2 separate regions of the Mus musculus genome follow, and region 1 is linked to region 2. The links are chromatin contacts, called in public HiChIP or PLAC-seq maps. All regions are on one chromosome and are shown on one strand. Each heading gives the region's core, a stretch centred on a gene start, on an enhancer-like site or on the middle of the called end of the contact. The rest is flanking DNA. Distances are from core to core; before and after follow the strand shown.

Region 1 (3,870 bases), core at 514-3,013, 870 kb before region 2:
ACTGCCACCCAAACATTCGTATTGACCCCATTTACAACAGCTAAAAAGTGGAAACAATCCAGGTACTTGTTGGTGGCGGAATGGATAAACAAGCCTTGGATGCAACACACAGTGAAATAGCATTCAACTGAGACATGAAAGGAATGGGGTGCTGACACCTGCTTCCATGTAGACAAAGCTGAAACTACTCTATATGAAAAACAGACACAAAGGATCACGTATTGTGTGATTCCATTTCTATATAGAGCAGGTAAATACGAAGACAGGAAGAAAGTTGATATTGCAAGGGCATGGTGGAAGCCACAGGATTCTGTCACAAGTGACAGAACTGTGTACGAACATATGGAATGCCACTGTTCATTTTTACATGGCTGACTTTGTAAAGAAGCACACTGCAATTCTCTGCATTGAGTTCTGGGTATACAGAACACCTTCCAGTCCTAAGCAGGAGGACTTTCAGACTTAGGCATAAAATCCACAGTTTGCACCAGATCCCAAAGAGAAATTATTCCAGCTGCCTAGACACCAGACTCACAAAGAGGAGTCCAACAGGAGAGGAGGTATACCCAGTCCTTCTATTTGTTGAGTTCCATTTCAAAACAGAACAGCCATTCATTTCTCTGACAGCTATAGAGCTCAAGATTAAAATTTTTCATGCTTCACACACAAAAATGTACTTTCCATAGAAAAGTGCTGTACTGCCCTTTAAGAAAAGAAGTCATGAAAATGGTGGTCTGCAGAACAAAACTAATCCATGTCTGTTCATATGTCTGTTTGAATTTAAATTCTTTGAAATTACATTTACTCTCTCTCTCTCTCTCTCTCTCTCTCTCTCTCTCTATGTATGTGTGTGTGTGCAAAACCACTCATATGCACACATGCATGCCATAATAGGCTAGTGGAGGTCATAGAACGATATGTAGAAGCCTACTCTCTCCTTCCAGCCTAGCAGCAATGCCCTTTGTCGGCTGAGCTATCTTGCCTGTCCTGTATTTAATTTCTTAATGTAAAATTAAAACTACGAATTTTCTACTTCTCAGGGCCAAAGGGTGACAAGATTTTCATTCATTACAAAAGCAGAAAACCAATAACAATAATTCGGGCTTTGGGAACGAAGACCAGTAAGGGCTGAGGTTGTGGGAGGGAGAAGAGAAGCAATGGTTGGAATTCAGTGCCTGTATTTGAGAGATGTGCTATGGTGTGGTGAGCTGCTATCTTCCCTCTCCTGAGGAGAGAGACTTAACATATGATGGCGATGATGTGCTTCAGTACATGAACTAAGAGGGGCACTGAAAGAAGACACTCGCAAGGTGACAGCACTTCTTCAGAAGATGTTTTAGATCCAGGTGACAAGACAGGAAGGTCAGAACTTCAAGGACATGCACAGCTACATAGCAGATTTGAGGTGAGCCTGGGACACATGATTAGCATGTCTCAAAACACCAAAAGAGGGGGAGTGGCTGGGAGGAGGAACAAGAGCAGGAAGAGGAAGAGGAAGGGTTTCTCTGAGAAACAAGGATTTGATGAACTCAGAAGTGACAGTGCATTTCTCTGACTTTGGGGTGGAGAGTATAGAAACCACTCTCCTTGTGATGTCTCCACAGAGCTGTGTCTAATGCAATCCCTTCATGAGAGATGCCTCCAGGCTGCCATGTCTCTACAGCTTCTGGGAGACACATGGGGCATTTTCCTCTCCCACCCATGGGACTTTGCTCCAGTGTTTACCACAGAACTTGGCAGAACCATAAAGCTGGCACTGGAGTTTGCCAAGAGGAACTATTGCGGCTGCCTCTTCAGTGACAACGCTGAGCACATTCTGCCTAGAGCCAATGATATGACTGTTGATGAATCTCCAGAAGAACTACGTTTTCTCATCGCTGATGTGCAGTCAGGACTTTGCCATCCTGTTGGGCATACTAGAACTAGCAGAGAATGACAAAAGGGACGTGGTGGTCTCTGTATGCCCACGTGGTGTTCAATTGGAGTTTTCACTAAGAAACTGGGGCTTTCTACCCACTAGCCAGTTACAGCTGGCAGGATTTTTTTTTATAGGATTTGCGGAGTAATTATTTCTCTTTGGCTGACAAGGGAGGGGAGAGGTAATGCTATGGCTGCTTAGAAGAATAGAGAAAGCATGATGGTCCTTCTAACCATCCTACAGAAAGTAAAACCAAAATCCAAAATACCAAAAAAACAAAACAAACAAACAAACAAACCGTTTTTCTTAAAACAATCTTTGCTAAAGAACACTCCTGTCTGGCAAGAAGGACCTTTGTTACATGGCCCAGGCCTTAGGACTATCCAGAGGATACAGGTGTAAACTCTAGCTTAGTACCCTGAACCCGTGGACGCCAGAGGCCAATCACATTTTCCTGCAGCAGATTCATAGAAACATCCTGACATGATTACAGTTGAGGTCAGTAGGTTGCTCTCCTACTCATTTGTTAAATGGAGATGGCACCCAAACATTCTTAGGATTTCCTGTGCCTCCATCAGCATCCTATTCTGACATGCATCTCGGCACCTCATTGGCTGGTTGCCGTTAAAATACATTTTATACTTAAGATCATGGGTCTCAACAGGGTTTGCCACTTCTGTGTGGATAAGGAGAGAATAATATTTTTGGTGGATATGCAGTCAGGTATAAGGGAAAGGGGTGCCTCTGAGGACCCATGCTGAGGCATCCCTTCCCCCTGAGAGACCAGCCACAGGGTATGGGGTAGTAGAGAGTAGTAGACACAGAGAAAGGCAGAGAGAGAGAGAGAGAGAGAGAGAGAGAGAGAGAGAGAGAGAGAGAGAGAGAGAAGAGGAGTAAAGGCCAGCCATGAGTATGTGGAGAGAGAGGGGGAACTGGGGACAGAACAGGAACAAGAGAGCAAGAAAGAGGGGGGGGAACCTAGTTGTGGCCTGGTAACTAAGGGGTGGAGCCTAGACAAAATGCTAACAGAAACCAACAAGGTTAGCTGTTAAAACAAGGAACTCTTCTGTTACATGATTTAGAGATTGATAGAACTTGAGATTCAACTTCTGTAAGATCTAAATATATAACCCAACACTATGCTCTTTAATTTTTTTATTAGGCCTCTGAACTGGGTACTCTGATAATGAATGAATGAATGAATGAATGCTAAAAAAATTTTAAGATTTATTCTATTTATTTATTTTAGGTATATGAGTGCTCTATCTGCATGTACATCTGCGTGTCAGAAGAGGGTATCAGATCCCATTACAGATGGTTGTGAGTCACCATGTGGTTGCTGGGAATTGAACTCAGGAACTCTGGAAGAGCAACCAGTGTGCTTAACTGTTGATCCATCTCTCCAGCCTGAATGCTCATTTTTTAAAATAGTATCTTATCACATATTCTTTAATTGTCACTGCTTTTAATGACAGTTGGGGAAAACTTTTTCAGTTCTGTAATTTTAAAGTAGATTACTGAAATGGTAGAAGAAAGAGGAGAAGTCTTTACATATTTTGCTACTAAAAATTACAAAACAAAGCCACATGGTACACATCTACAATCCCAAGCCACCCAGGGCTACATAATGAGAACCTGCCTAAGAAAGAAAAATAAGGCAGAAATTTGCAATAAATTTCTATGAAAAGGGGGAGCCTACAGAAATGGTTTCCGTTGCTTGCCAAGAGGGAAGTGCACACAAGGTGTGAGCCAGGTGCCAGCAGCCAGGTGCCAGGAGTCGGAAGCCTTTTACGGAGCTTTTCCATCTGTCAATCTTTCTGATGATGTGTGCAGGTAAAGGCACATTTTATACAAAAATGAGAGTTGATCAAGAACGTTTGACGTTTAAACTTTCCTTGAAGTAGGTTGCTATTTTCTAATTTTTGCCTTGGAGGGTATCAGCCTCCCTGGTT
Region 2 (3,659 bases), core at 403-2,902:
CTCATCTCAGACATTCAAGTAACATGGATTACAGGCATGGACCATGGGAATCAATTTGGTAAACTCCCTCTCTCTCAAGCTCACTCTCTCCCTTCTCCCTCCCTCCCTCCCTGGCCAGTCTCTCTGTCTTTAGAGATGGGTACTGCCGGGGATCCAACCCAGGACTTCACACATGCTAGGCACATGTTCTACTACTGACCCCCATGGCAGCTTGTTGCTTTTGGTATTGAAACAGTGCTTCACACAGTCCAGGCTAGTCTCAAACTCACTATGTAACTGAGGATGGCTTCGAACTCCTGATCCTTCTGCCTTCACCTCCTAAGTGCTAGGATTACAGCCATCATACAACATCATGTTAGGCTACACACTGTGCACACACACACATCCTTGAATTCATTTACAACAGATAATGCACATAACTATTCTAGATGGGGGGTTTCAATCAGACATAAGAGGGACAATAAACTCTGCAGGAAGAGAAACTCTTTAAGGGTTATTTTAAGTCTCCACAAAAGTGTCTAAAAACTTTCATTAACAGATAAACTGTGAGATTTTGTACTTTTATCCCCAAATTTAAATCTAAGAGACAGGAATGCATTATATTATCCTATCTTAGACATAGTTCCAAATAAAGAAACATATGTGATCTAAAAATAATGTTAGCATTTCAAAACACTCAGAAAAAAATTCAACAAACCCACGGTTCACACAGTATTGTGTTTGAATTTAAATCGAAGGCTAGAACCCTGCTGGGTGGAAGTGCTTGCCTAGCATGCATAAGGCCTTCGGTCCAGTTCCAGCACTAAATAACAACGTTAAAAAAAAAAAAGTAACAGGCCTGTCTGCTAAATTTCAAAGCAAAATAATTTAGAAAGATTACTTATAAATTATAGCAATATACTCAGACTTCTTAAGTTAGCCAAATTAGGTGTAGACATACCCACCTGGCAGACAGGACTATTCTAGGCAAAGCTGGAGAGAAGGCACTTTAGTAGCTGGCAAAAGGCTGCCTGTTCACCCTTCTTCAGGGAACTCCCCTTGACTACAGCACCTTCACTGATGTTTCAAGGGTTCCCAGCCTCGGGCCTTTCATGTATTTACTTTTGACTCAGGAACCTAAAATACATTCAAACTGTGTCTAAAACCTCTGTTCACAGGTGCAATTTCTGCTTCCCTTGGGGACAGTGAGGCCTGCTCCATTTTTCACTGCTTCCCTACTGAGAGTCTGTGTGGTAGCTGCAGAAGAAACTATTCTTTGTTCAAGACACAAAAGCCTTCTAACCAATGTTACTTAGACTTAAAGGAAGGCTGGATTCCAGAGAAGGCTACCCAGAACTTCTAGAGGGCGGGTCCCTTTGATCTAGGACTTGTGTTACCGCTGCAGCACACACCAACCAGACTTTGCACTATGCTACGTCACATACGGCCAAACATAAAGGACTAATTTCATTGCAGGGCTCTTTTGTCTCTAGTGCACTATAGGCATCACTGGGAAGACGCTGTGTCTTACTATACTCCCAAGAACCTAGGACAAATACTAAATATTCATAAACATGAAACTAACTCACGATGATCACTGCATGTAATGCTACTTTATAGAACATAGATATATTCACTTTGTTATTCGAGATGAAACTGACACTATCAGTTTCATTTGTGCAGGAAATGACAAAACTGCAGTCACTGAGACTGCAGCCTTAGCTCCCACTGTAAGCAGGCAAAGCAAACTCAAGGTTCTCTTGTTAACTGTTTAATATTGCTGGGACAACTAAGTGGCTACATTCCCATTGTGAAACATTCATTGTTACCAATTTTTATTTTTATTTTTTTAATTTTTGGCTTGGTCACAAAGGAAACAAAGGGACAGGAGAAAACAACTTAAAAAGTCCAATTAAAAAAAAAAATCTAGGAAACACTCCAGACCATGGTCATCATAAAGTTTTCCAGGGTTAATAAATAAGGAAGATTCATGATTTCTGGGAGAAACTGACATTGTTATGTTTTGAAGTCCCAACTCAAATTCAAATACAAATTGCTTACTCAAATGGATTTTGTGGTCGGAATCGGGATTCTCTTTATACAAAAACAAAGGACATGAAATCTACATTAAGATTCTTTCCTGTTATCATTGCATCAGTGTGCAAAGGTTAATTGTGGCTGCTACCAAGCTCTGACTTCCCCCAAACCCTCTGGAACCTGTTCTAGAGTGGGAATATGCCTGTCCTTTCCGCTCTGCAACCCCACCCTGCCTAGCTGGTCCACATTAGGGACTCCAGAATACAATGTGTCTAATTTTATTTGCATTAAATAAAATGTACAACAGGAACTAGAAAGATGACTCAGCAGTTAAGAGCACTGGTTGCTCTTCCAGAGGACCTGTGTCAAATCCGCAGCACTGACAGGGTGGCTCACAACCACCTATAACTCCAACTCCAAAGGATTTGATGCTTTCTTATGGCTTCCACAGGCACCAGACATTCAGGCTGCACAGATGGACATGCAGACAAAATGCCTATACACATAAAATTAAATTAAGTTAAAGATGAATTAAATTACATTTTAAAAATAGCAACAGACTGTTTTCTAAGTCAGAGCCAGGCAGTCTTGCTGGTGCACATCTGTGATTCCTGCATTCACTGAGAGGGTTGACACAGGAGTCCCAGGTCAGCCTGACTAAAAGCAAGTTCAAGGCCAGCCTGGGCAACATAATGTGTTTGAGATCCAGTCTCAAAAGGAAGACCTATTTATTTTATTTAATGGGACTAAGGACTTCTGACTTGTGATGTCTGAATAATGTCAAGAAGTTTGAGAAATCAGTAAATATTCCTACCAAGTCAAAGACTGTGGTCCTTGGGATTTTTTTTTTTTTCCTCACAAGATTTTTATGGACATAGTACTTTGAAATACATATTTGGGTCTGGAGGTATAGCTCGGTGGTAGGGCATCTGCTGTTTATGCTTATGGGCTGGTTTTCAGCATCACAAAGAAAGAAAAAAGCATTCACTTTTATGTTCTGATTTTTCTAGGTAAAAAAAATCCAAACAACAGTTAACCCAAAGGGGACATTTCATTTGAATTAAAGCCAATGAAGACAGTAATGCCGATATGACTTCAACAGGGACATTAATCATGCAACAACGTGAGTCTGGAAAACTTCACTGTGGCTGAGGTCTGATGTCCCAACACCATTTCAAGAGTTTAAAAACAAAACAAAAGGAGCTGTTGCTTCCCGTGCTGTGACTTTCTCAGGAAAGTCGCCCTCAATGTGGTTGGGACAGTCACCACTTAGAAAAGAAAGCTCCTTATAAATTCAGCAATCACTTGGCATGGAGCAAAACAAAGTCCATGTCTGAGACACTTTACAGTGACATCAACAGAGGGGGAAAAAAAAGGCTGTACCACACACACACCCCCCAAAAATATTCAGTAAATAATAAAGATGTTAATATTTTTTCTGTTGCCGTCTCTCTCGAGTACTTTGAGCCATGTCTTAGGTTTACAGTGTGGTCTTTAAACTTTAGGTAAACTGCAGGTGAGATGATCAATGCTTATCTTTCTATAAAACAAAGAAAATCTTTCTATAGAAAAGGCTTCTCCATTGGTCCAATATAGCAGTCTAAAATAAGAGAAAGCTTTATCTCTACATGGTCTACATCGGC

The links. HiChIP or PLAC-seq counts read pairs in DNA pulled down with a chosen protein or histone mark.
Region 1: an H3K4me3 HiChIP or PLAC-seq map of bone marrow-derived macrophages shows a contact between it and region 2, with 4 times the contacts expected there. The contact joins two enhancer-like sites. A contact is called at or near these places in 2 of 115 datasets of contacts at active chromatin or transcription factors (bone marrow-derived macrophages and large pre-B cells).

What each region holds. Positions count from the first base shown.
Region 1 is chr11:21,423,579-21,427,448 of GRCm38.p6, reverse strand. No RefSeq gene overlaps it. Among named protein-coding and RNA genes, the nearest start is that of Ugp2, 55 kb to the right of the region's middle. Within about 2 kb of position 1,763, at least 61 of the 459 cell types and tissues checked have an H3K27ac peak or open chromatin away from gene starts, as enhancers often do. A contact at or near this core is called in bone marrow-derived macrophages, where this site is marked.
Region 2 is chr11:20,550,949-20,554,607 of GRCm38.p6, reverse strand. It overlaps a transcript of Sertad2 not described here. Among named protein-coding and RNA genes, the nearest start is that of Gm32142, 74 kb to the right of the region's middle. Within about 2 kb of position 1,652, at least 70 of the 459 cell types and tissues checked have an H3K27ac peak or open chromatin away from gene starts, as enhancers often do. A contact at or near this core is called in bone marrow-derived macrophages, where this site is marked.